3 separate regions of the Sus scrofa genome follow, and all the other regions are linked to region 1. The links are chromatin contacts, called in public HiChIP or PLAC-seq maps. All regions are on one chromosome and are shown on one strand. The core of a region is the stretch at or near the end of the contact, and the rest is flanking DNA. Distances in the headings are between cores, read along the strand shown. Region 1 holds the start of BAHD1 (bromo adjacent homology domain-containing 1 protein). Region 2 holds the start of ZFYVE19 (abscission/NoCut checkpoint regulator). Region 3 holds the start of SRP14 (signal recognition particle 14 kDa protein).

Region 1 (2,937 bases), core at 218-2,717:
GTCTCCAAACTGTAGTCCACTTGGTTAGAGCCTCCTGGGGCACAGGAGGCAGCCACCCACATGACGGAGGCTCTGAGAGTAGAACTCCTCCAGCTGTTGGGCAGGCTGGGCAGGCCGGGTAGACTGGAATGGGTTCTCATGACCGCTCTGTCTCCTCAACAATCAGTTTCCCTTTTTTCCCTCCCACCACAGCCCCAAATAAAGACAACTCTTTCCCCACTCCCCAGCCCAGGGCCATTGGATCTTCACTCCTGGATGCTGGGGAAAAGTCCACTCTTCTAACCTCACCCTGCAACCACTTCCTAGGCCGAGGATGGGCTTCCTGCCACTTAGGTCTCCTTTCCTGTGACTCGGTACATTTCTTTTCTCACCCTCTTGGCCTCAATCCCTGCCCATTAGTGGGCATGAAGCCAAGGTCACAATAGGCTGGGTTGCTGACAGGAGCCCTGTCCCCTCTCCTGTTTTGGCTCTTGGCTGCCAGAATGGCATGATCTAGCTCCAGTGGCCACTTTTGCTGTTACCCTCTACCATCAGTCTCTGATGAGGGGTGGCGGTATCAGCCCAAAGGACAGACTGGGACAGGGGGAGGAGGTATTTTGTAAGGGGGGGGGGTAGGGCTGGCCAGATGGTGGTGGTGGGACTGGTAGGAAGCTTGTCCTGGGAGGCTCAGGGAGAGGAGCAATCCTTTAAGAGTTCTACTTTTGTAGGTTTGGGGTTTTTGCTTTCCCTGAGGGTGGGACGTGGGAAAAGTAGGAGCATTTGTCTTGGGAGAACCTGGCCCTTTGAGAAGTTGCCATGCCACAGTCTCGGCTTTCAGCTTCCATTCACACCTTGCTGGGTGGCCAGGTCCTTTAAACATGTCCCCCTACACAGCTAGGTCTGTCTGGGCCCCATTGACAGCTCTAGAGGCAGATAGGGAACCATCTTTTAGGGTTCTATTTCCCAGGCATAGGGGCTAGTAGCCCTAATTGTCTTAAAGGCTATCTTCTAGTGAGTGCTTGACTGCCGCGGTCTAGGAAAGGCAAAGCATTATGTATGGTGCAGGAGGAGCCCTTCAGCCACACTCCAAGGCTGCATTTCTGCTCTTGTCTAGGCAGCCGCAGCCCTGGGGGTGCTTTTCTCTGTCAGAGGTGTTTTCCTCCATGTAGCTGGCGACTTGACACTACCCTTTCTGCCGCTCCTCCTTTTACCTCCCAAAGCTCCCCTCCCCTGCCTAAATTGGCAATGAAGCTTTGTTTCAAAGAGGACTCAGTATTTCTCAAGAACCTACTAAGTGCACATCCAGACTTTGCTGAAGGGAAGTCCTTTGCCGGCTCTGGCAATTCAAGGTGGCCAAGATACAGCCCCTTCCCGCACCCCTCAGGGACCTCCCACACCTCCGTGTGACCTCAGCCTGCTGTGCCCACCCACCCCGCTGACCCTGCGAGCGTGCTCAGGCTTGGAAAGGCACGTCTGTGGGTGTGAGACGGAGCCACGGCATTCGGTGACTAGGGGGAAGCCAGGTAAGTGTCCACACTTGGTCCCATCCTGGCTTGGGGACGCGAGGGAGGGAGTCCAGCCTGGGCTGTCAGGCTGCCCGCCCCCTCCTCCCTCGCCCGGAGAGCTCTGGTGTTCCCCGCGGTGATGGAAGAGGGTGTGTGGGTGTCAAGGACTCATAGACCAGGCTCTGCTGTCGGCTGGAAACGGTTGAGGGTTTCACACTCTGCTTATGAGAGAGGTGAATTAGGAGCTGGAGTGGGGGGCGGTAGGTAGGTGAAGGGGAGAAAGAGGGAAAAGAGATGCGGGTGAGGGGTTACCGAGCCAGGACCGACCTTGCTGGAAAGGAAAGGAGACGTGGCAGGCAGGGAAGTCGGAAAGATGAGGCAAGGGCGGGAGGGGCTTCTCAGCAGTCGGGGCCCTTTCGTTGGAGTCTGGGGCCCTTTCTGCAGGAAAGGGGGGTTGTCTGCGCTTGATTTTCGGCTGGTCTTCCCGAAGCTTTGCCTTGGGGGCAGCAGCCGCTGGCGAGCGTGGGGCGTTCCTCGGCCCGCAGTTTTCTCCAGTGGGTGCTGGAGAGGAAAAAGGGGACGAGGGATGAAGAGAGGTGACGGCCAGGGCTGGGGTGAGATTAGATTTCTCGGGGGGGCGGGGGTGGGGTAGCAGCTAGTGGATTGGGGCTCTAGGGTCGGGTCACCATGGGATACGGGCTCCGGCTCTGGAGACGAAGAGAAAATCCGAGAAGCCGGCAAAGAAACCCACCCCCCACTCCACCACCCTTGGCACCGTACCCCTCCCCCCAGGCCCCACCACTCCCCGCACCGCCTCCCCCGGCCGCCTCGTGCTGCCCCCTGCGTTGGGACGACCGACCCACGGTTCTGATTGGTCGGAGACCGGGAGGGGGAGCCGAGGGCCGGATTGGCTGGCGGGGCCAGCGCAGGGCGGGGCGGCTGATTGGCGGAGCTGGCCGAGGGGCGCGCCGCTGATTGGCTAGGGACGAGGAAGCAGGAAGGAGGGCGGCGGAGGCTCCGCTCTCGGGGAGTTTGTGGGGGAACCGCGAGCGGCGTAGCGGATCCCGGAGCCCGGCCCCCGCCGCCCGCCCGTCCGGCTGCCTGCCCCGCCCGTCCGGCTCCCGCCGTCCGCCCGCCTGGGCCAGGCGCGCCCGCCCCCCCGACGGCCCCGCCCGACCGCGGCCCCCGCTCCGCCCGCCCGGCCCCGGCCCCCAGGAGGAGGCGCTGACGCAGCAGCGTGGAGCCCGGGAATTGAGCGCCCCCGGGGGGTTCCAGCCGCCGGATTCCAGCCCGGCCAGGGCCTGCGGGCTCCCAGAGCCGCGCCGTCCGCGCCGCCCTCCCGGTGAGCTAGGGGCCGCGGTCGAGGAGGAGGGGAAGGGGCGAGCGGGCGGGAGGGAGCGAGCGAGGGAGGCAGACGAGTGAAGGAGAGAGGACCGGCCGCCCGTCAGCGCGC
Region 2 (3,158 bases), core at 288-2,787, 360 kb after region 1:
TCCTTTTGGCTATGCCTATGGCATACAGAAATTTCCAGGCCAGGGACTGAACTTACGCCACAGCAGTGACCAAAGCCACATCAGTGACAGTGCTGGATCCTTAACCTACTGCACCACCAGGAAACTCCGAATAATTTCTTTAAAATCTATGTCACTTCTCTGATTAATATATACATCAGCGGGAGTTCCCACTGTGATGTAGTAGGTTAAGGATCTAGCATTGGCTCTGGGCAACACCAGTTTGATCTCCAGCTGGCACCGGGGGTTAAAGATCCAGCATTGCCACAGCTATGGCATGGTTTACAGCTGCAGCTCAGATTCAACTCCAGCCCAGGAACTTCCATATGCTTCAGGTTTGGCCAAAAATAAATAAATAAATATTATATATACACACACACACATTAATGGCTCACAACTGCCTTCTTTAGGAGTTCTCAACTTCAAGGTTCAAACACACTGGTTGGATCTGGTGTGAAATGTCTGCAGTAATTTCTCACTATTAATGAAGCTCTAATTAAAGATTTACAAACGTAGAACACTTAGAATAGTGTCCAGCACATATTATATGGGTGTTAGGAATTATTAACAGTGAAATTGTAAGCCTTATGAGACAGGTATAGCAGATGCATTTGGTGCTCTATGCATGTCCCCATGGCCCACTTCTAATTTCAGCTGTAGCTGTAGGAAACAGTTCTGTGCAGGCTGACAGCAACCCTCCTCAAGGGCCTTATCGGTCCCCTTGCTCTTTTGCCCCAGAGCTTCCTCTTCTCACAAGCTCACTCAGCCTATGAGCAGAGCCACCTAAAAGTACATGGGCATTTGTAGGCATTAATTTCCATCTGATGAATCACCTGCCACCCTTTCCCACATTGCTACAACTACCATGACAATCCAGGGGAAAGTAGTAGAAATCTTAATTGCAGCTTGATCAGTGTCCCACTCTGGCATATTTTTAAAAAATTATTGGAGTTCCCGTCGTGGCGCAGTGGTTAACGAATCTGACTAGGAACCATGAGGTTGCGGGTTTGGTCCCTGCGCTTGCTCAGTGGGTTAACGATCTGGCGTTGCCGTGAGCTGTGGTGTAGGTTGCAGACTCGGCTCAGATCCTGCGTTGCTGTAGCTCTGGCGTAGGCCAGTGGCTACAGCTCCGATTCGACCCCTAGCCTGGGAACCTCCATATGCCGCGGAAGCGGCCCAAAGAAATAGCAAAAAGACAAAAAATAAAAAATAAATAAAAATAAAAATAAATAAAAAATTATTATATACATATTTTTTGCTTTTTATTTTATTTTTTATGCACATGCAGCATATGGAAGTTCCTAGGCTAGGTCGAATCAGAGCTGCAACTGCTGGCCTACACCATAGCAACAGCAATGCAGAATCTAAGCTGCACCTGCTACCTACACCACAGCTCATGGCAACGCCAGATCCATAATCCGCTGAGGGAAGGCAGGGATCAACCCTCATTCTCATGGATACTATTCGGGTTCATAACTTGCTGAGCCACAATGGAAATTTCCTTTTTTAATCTTTTTTTTTTTTTTAGGGCCACACCCATGACATATAGAATTTCCCAGGCTAGGGGTCCATGCCACAGCCTCAGCAACGCCAGATCCAAGCTGCATCTGTGAACTATACCACAGCCCACAGCAACGCCAGATCCTTAAGCCACTGAGCGAGGCCAGGGATCAAACCTGCGTCCTCATGGATGCTAGTTAGATTCGTTTCCGCTAAGGCACCACGGGAACTCCCCTATTTTAATTTTTAATGGCTGCACTCACAGCATATGGAAGTTCCTCCCAGGGCAGCTGCAGCAACGCCAGATCCTTTATCCCATTGTGCCTGGCCTGGAGGCAAACCCGTACCTCCACAGCGACCTGAGCCGCTGCAGTGGCATTCTCAACCCACTGTGCCACAGTGGGAACTCCTCTCGCGCATTTATCAACACCTTCCTGTGGAATTCCAGGCCATTTGCCTTACCCTTCTGATCCTGCTTTTGACCCATTAGAACATGCTGAGAGGACAACACCTGAGCAACTGCTACTTGAAGAGTCAATGGGCTGGGGTGTAAAAGAAAACAGAGATGGCAGAGTCATAGGTCACACTGCCAAGGAGGGGATGAAGAGGGAATGGAGAAGCCTTAAGACCTGTCCTCTCCTAGGCTCTAAGCGAAGTTAAATCAACCTGCTGGAGAGAATGAATGACTCACGTCTGCACAGTGTAGCAGAATCAGAAGCTGACATTGCGCAGGCGCAGTGAGGAAGCAAAGATTGCCCGCCTGGCTGGCTATGCCGCCTCCTTTAGACAAGGGCCACGGGGAGACGTCAGTACCGTACTCCACTCAAAGAACCTCCTTCCTGTGCTCTCTCTTCCTCATGAAGTCCTCAGACCACTAGGAAAGGTCTCGGAACCCGCTTCTGAGGCCGTCGGGCCGACCCCTCGTTGCCAAACACCCAGGGCCGGGTCGAACCTGGAAAGCTGGTGGTGCCAGCCTCGGGAGAGAGGCCAAGACCGGAAGAGTCGCCAGGTCGCTCGGGAACGGCCCTCCTCGCTCCAGTTCTCACCTCTTTGTCCGCCGCCTTCTCCCCGATACCTAGCAGCGCGTACAGATCCATCTGTAAGAGCTCTTTGGTCACCGCCATGGTTCCAATCCTGACTGGATTAGTACTACAACTCCCAGGAGTCTAAGCGTGTCGGGACCGGGGACAGTTGGATCCCAAGCCAGCTGAATGGCGCTTAGCCCCCTGGGAAATGTCGTGATCTGGGCCAGCCAGGCTTGACTGCCTCTGAGAGAAGTTGGCAGGGGTGAAAGAACTACGACTCCCAGCAGCGTCCGCGCACGCCACTACTGCTCTCCCGCAGGGGTGACTGTCGTAATTCCTTGCTCCGAGGCCTTGGCTCTCGCGCGCAAGTGGGCGTGGGGAAGCAGGGGCGGGGCTGGGCGAAGGTCCTAGGGCTTCTGGACCTGACTCACAAGAAATCAACTCTGCAGACCCTGTTACGCCGGGAACCAGGATGGAGAGTAGGTGCTACGGCTGCGCTGTCAAGTTCACCATCTTCAAAAAGGAGGCGAGTCTTCTCTCCCCGGGGGTCTAGAGGGCCAAGGAGGACGCAGAGAGGAGGGAAATGCATAGGACTTGCATTCTTGGTTTTACGGA
Region 3 (3,135 bases), core at 73-2,572, 370 kb before region 1:
AGCATCATTTGGTACCAAGAAACTGTTCATTGAAGGCAGGAACAGTACAGGAACAAGGAATCAAATATGTCAACTGCTCCTTACATTGATACTATAAGGACCAATACGCTAATTTTACTCTGACAAGCGTTTGACTTTTACTTTCTTCATTTTAATTTTGCTCTTGAGTTTTCTACTACTAAGGTAATAAAAGAAGACCCTGATTCCAAAACAGGTGGGGAGCTACAAACTAGGCTTTATTTAATAGTTTAAAACAAAAAACAACAAAAAACCTGGTTCTGATAACCCTAACTTAAGTTCAAGTCTTTAACCTACAAAATCAGGAGTGTTAGGAATCCAACTCACCACAGTGCTGATCTTCTTTTTCCCATCAGTAGCTCTTAATAGACACTTGTTGTCCGCGGGCTCAAATCCCTCCACAGAACCTTTCCTTGGAATGGGTTTAGTTCGACCATCATCTGCGTGAAAAATGTATCCTGGTAAACACAGCCACAACGTTGTTAACAGACAAAAAGCTAATAAGTAGGGAAGGGATACAAAAGATAACCTAATCCCCCTCCAGTGATCTAGTCCTGTTAACTACGTATCTGCCATCACTCTCGGCATTGCTACCTTGAGAATCTATGTGCTACTTCCACGATGGGAACACTGTAATATCAAAGCAGATTAAATCTCACTAACTGTAGAGGAGTTTTGGGATCCTTGACAAAAAGGCCTGAAATGCTTGGACTCACTGGGACAGCCTCACTCAGGTGACTAAGTGCTGGGGACCGCATCAGCCACAATCCCTAATACTCCGGCCCGTCAGCTCTGGATGTGCCCAGCACAAGGTTGGGGGGAAGGCAGGGATGCACGGCAGACAGATTCCGTCTGTGGCTCCCAGTAATTGGGCCCCCGGACCAGGGAAACGCTCGGCCTTCTAGCTCCTTCCCGGCCTTGCTCCGTCCATAGCTTCTTACATTTCTTCAGGGTGATGAAGACGCTGCCCGACAACCGGCACTTCTGGAAGAGCCTCGTCAGCTCCGTCAGGAACTGGAACACAACAAGCCCGGCCCCGTTAGGCCCAAACCCCCTTCTCGCATGGCCAAGTCCCAGAACCTCCCACCAACGGAAACAGGTCCCAAGTAAGCCCCGAACCGCATCGGCCCCTCGGCCCCTAGACCAGCCAGCTCTCGCCATACCTGCTCACTCTCCAGTAGCACCATACCGGCACTGCGGGCTCCGCTCAGTCAGCACAAGCCCCAAGCAGTCGGAACCGGAAGTTCCACCCTGGCTGGGCGGGACTTCCGCTATTTTTCTGCTCTCTTCTACCCAATCCCTGCTTCCACCTTTTCCCCGCCTCACCCACCCCGCGCCTGCGCTCTGAGACGCCCCCGCTTGTCCTTTGGAAGCTCGCGGGCTGTGCGGGATTTCACACAAGCAGTGGGAGGGAGAGCGAGGGCGTGGGAAAGGTTCGAGGGAAACCTAGTTGTGTACGTTCAACTGTATGTTGGTCGAGTTTACCTGACAATTTGATGCTTCAATTTCCTCACCTTATAATAGTAACCACCTTTTAGTTGGTTGTGAAGAGTAAATGAACTCCTATTAAATCCCTCCAACAGTGCCTGAGGCATAGAATGTTTGCACCGTTAGCTGTTTCATTAGAATAAATTCCTTGGCGGTCCACTGAACTCTCCTTCTCTGACCAGGCTGGGCGGCCCCAGCTCTAGCAAGACTGCTACCATCCCGGGGTTCTTGTAAGGGCAGGTCCAGGGGTGGAGGTTGGGCCAGAGGAGTAGCTTTGGTGGTGGTGTGCAGAGGGCATGCCTAATACTTTGCTTTTGTGCTTTTTTGGGCGAGGGATGTCTTTTTGTCTTTTTAGGGCCGCACCCGAGGCATGTGGAGGTTCCCAGGCTAGGAGTCTAATCGGAGCTACACTACAGCCACAGTAACTTGGGAGCCGAGCTCCTCTGTGACCTACACCACAGCTCATGCCAACGCCAGATCTTCAACCCACTGAGCAAGGCCAGGGATCGAACCCTTATCCTCATGGATCCTAGTTGGGTTCATTAACCACTGAGCTACGGGGGGAACTCCCGCTTTTGCTTCCAACACCCTGCTTTTGCTTTTAGCTCTTCAGAAGTGGCAGTTGGGTTTTTAGACTTTTCGTATCTTCCTGCCCATAATTTGCCCCAAACGGCCGATATTTTTAGTGCCTTATAGTTTCTTTGTATTCTCCTGCTGGAGGACATGTTTGTCTAGGTGCAAGCATTGCAGCCGCTACAGCAAAGGGTCCCAGGTTCCTGCCTGTCTCAAGAGCGCCTGGAGCCATATCTTAGTTCACCTCTGGGCTCAGTGAGGAAACCTGGGGTCTAGGCCCTGCTCTGCCAGTAGTCAGCTTGAACCCTTAGACCTTGGTAAAGGCAAGCTGAACTCATGCAACCGGGTTTTCACTGAGGGTATCTCAGCCTGTGCCAGGGAGTTAGGGCTATAGCAGGACATAGGACAAATTTCTTGGGTTAAAGAAATAAGGAGGAAATAATAAGAAGTATAGCTTCAGATAATGAGTGCTGTGAAGATAACTAAAGGGGATGATACAAATAAGAGTGACAAGGGGACAACTTTAGGTTGGGGGTCAGAGAAATCCCACTGAGGAGAACTCTGAGCTGAAAGCTAAAAGGACCAGCCATTCAAAAAGATCAGGGGACAGAGTGTTTCAGACACAGTGAATGGCTAGAACAAAGGCCCCAAAGGGGAAACAAGCTGCCCTGTGTCCACAATGCTGAGGAGTGGCTGGGAGTGGAGCCCCCATGTGGAAGGTGGGGAGAAGGGACAGTATGGAGAGCTTAGAGATGAAGCCAGTGACCAACTTATATAGGGCCTATGGTCGTGGAAAATTCAGATTTTGTTCCCAATACAAATAAAGTCTCTCATTAAGAAAGTTTTAAACAGAGCAGTGACAATCTAATTTACATTTTTTTAAAAATTCTCCCCTGTCTGTGGTATGGAGAAGGCTCTGTAGAGAGACAAGGCAAGAAATGGGGAGATGATGAGAGGGTTGGATTAGCATCATATTGCTGCTGTAACAAAATGGCAGAAATTTAGTGACTTCAGACAACATGAGTTTATTCTTTTACAGGCCTGAAGTTCAGAAAT

What was found. HiChIP or PLAC-seq counts read pairs in DNA pulled down with a chosen protein or histone mark.
Region 2: a contact with region 1 is called in an H3K27ac HiChIP or PLAC-seq map of alveolar macrophages. The contact joins the promoter of ZFYVE19 here to the promoter of BAHD1 in region 1. A contact is called at or near these places in 1 of 5 promoter capture datasets (liver) and 1 of 2 datasets of contacts at active chromatin or transcription factors (alveolar macrophages).
Region 3: an H3K27ac HiChIP or PLAC-seq map of alveolar macrophages shows a contact between it and region 1. The contact joins the promoter of SRP14 here to the promoter of BAHD1 in region 1. A contact is called at or near these places in 1 of 47 Hi-C or Micro-C datasets (omental adipose tissue) and 1 of 2 datasets of contacts at active chromatin or transcription factors (alveolar macrophages).

The regions. Positions count from the first base shown.
Region 1 is chr1:130,873,265-130,876,201 of Sscrofa11.1, reverse strand. BAHD1 (bromo adjacent homology domain-containing 1 protein) reads left to right here and starts at 1,467. Exons shown (of 7, transcript XM_021097680.1): 1 at 1,467-1,502. It overlaps LOC106509023 (a long non-coding RNA gene), which reads right to left and starts at 2,343. Exons shown (of 3, transcript XR_002345437.1): 1 at 2,296-2,343; 2 at 1,812-2,045.
Region 2 is chr1:130,516,322-130,519,479 of Sscrofa11.1, reverse strand. It overlaps ZFYVE19 (abscission/NoCut checkpoint regulator), which reads left to right and starts at 1,537. Exons shown (of 12, transcript XM_001929402.5): 1 at 1,537-2,617; 2 at 2,993-3,069. The coding sequence starts at 3,016. It overlaps DNAJC17 (dnaJ homolog subfamily C member 17), which reads right to left and starts at 2,755. Exons shown (of 11, transcript XM_001929383.4): 1 at 2,565-2,755. The coding sequence starts at 2,642.
Region 3 is chr1:131,239,748-131,242,882 of Sscrofa11.1, reverse strand. SRP14 (signal recognition particle 14 kDa protein) reads right to left here and starts at 1,322. Exons shown (of 5, transcript XM_003121602.6): 1 at 1,182-1,322; 2 at 960-1,032; 3 at 346-458. The coding sequence starts at 1,205.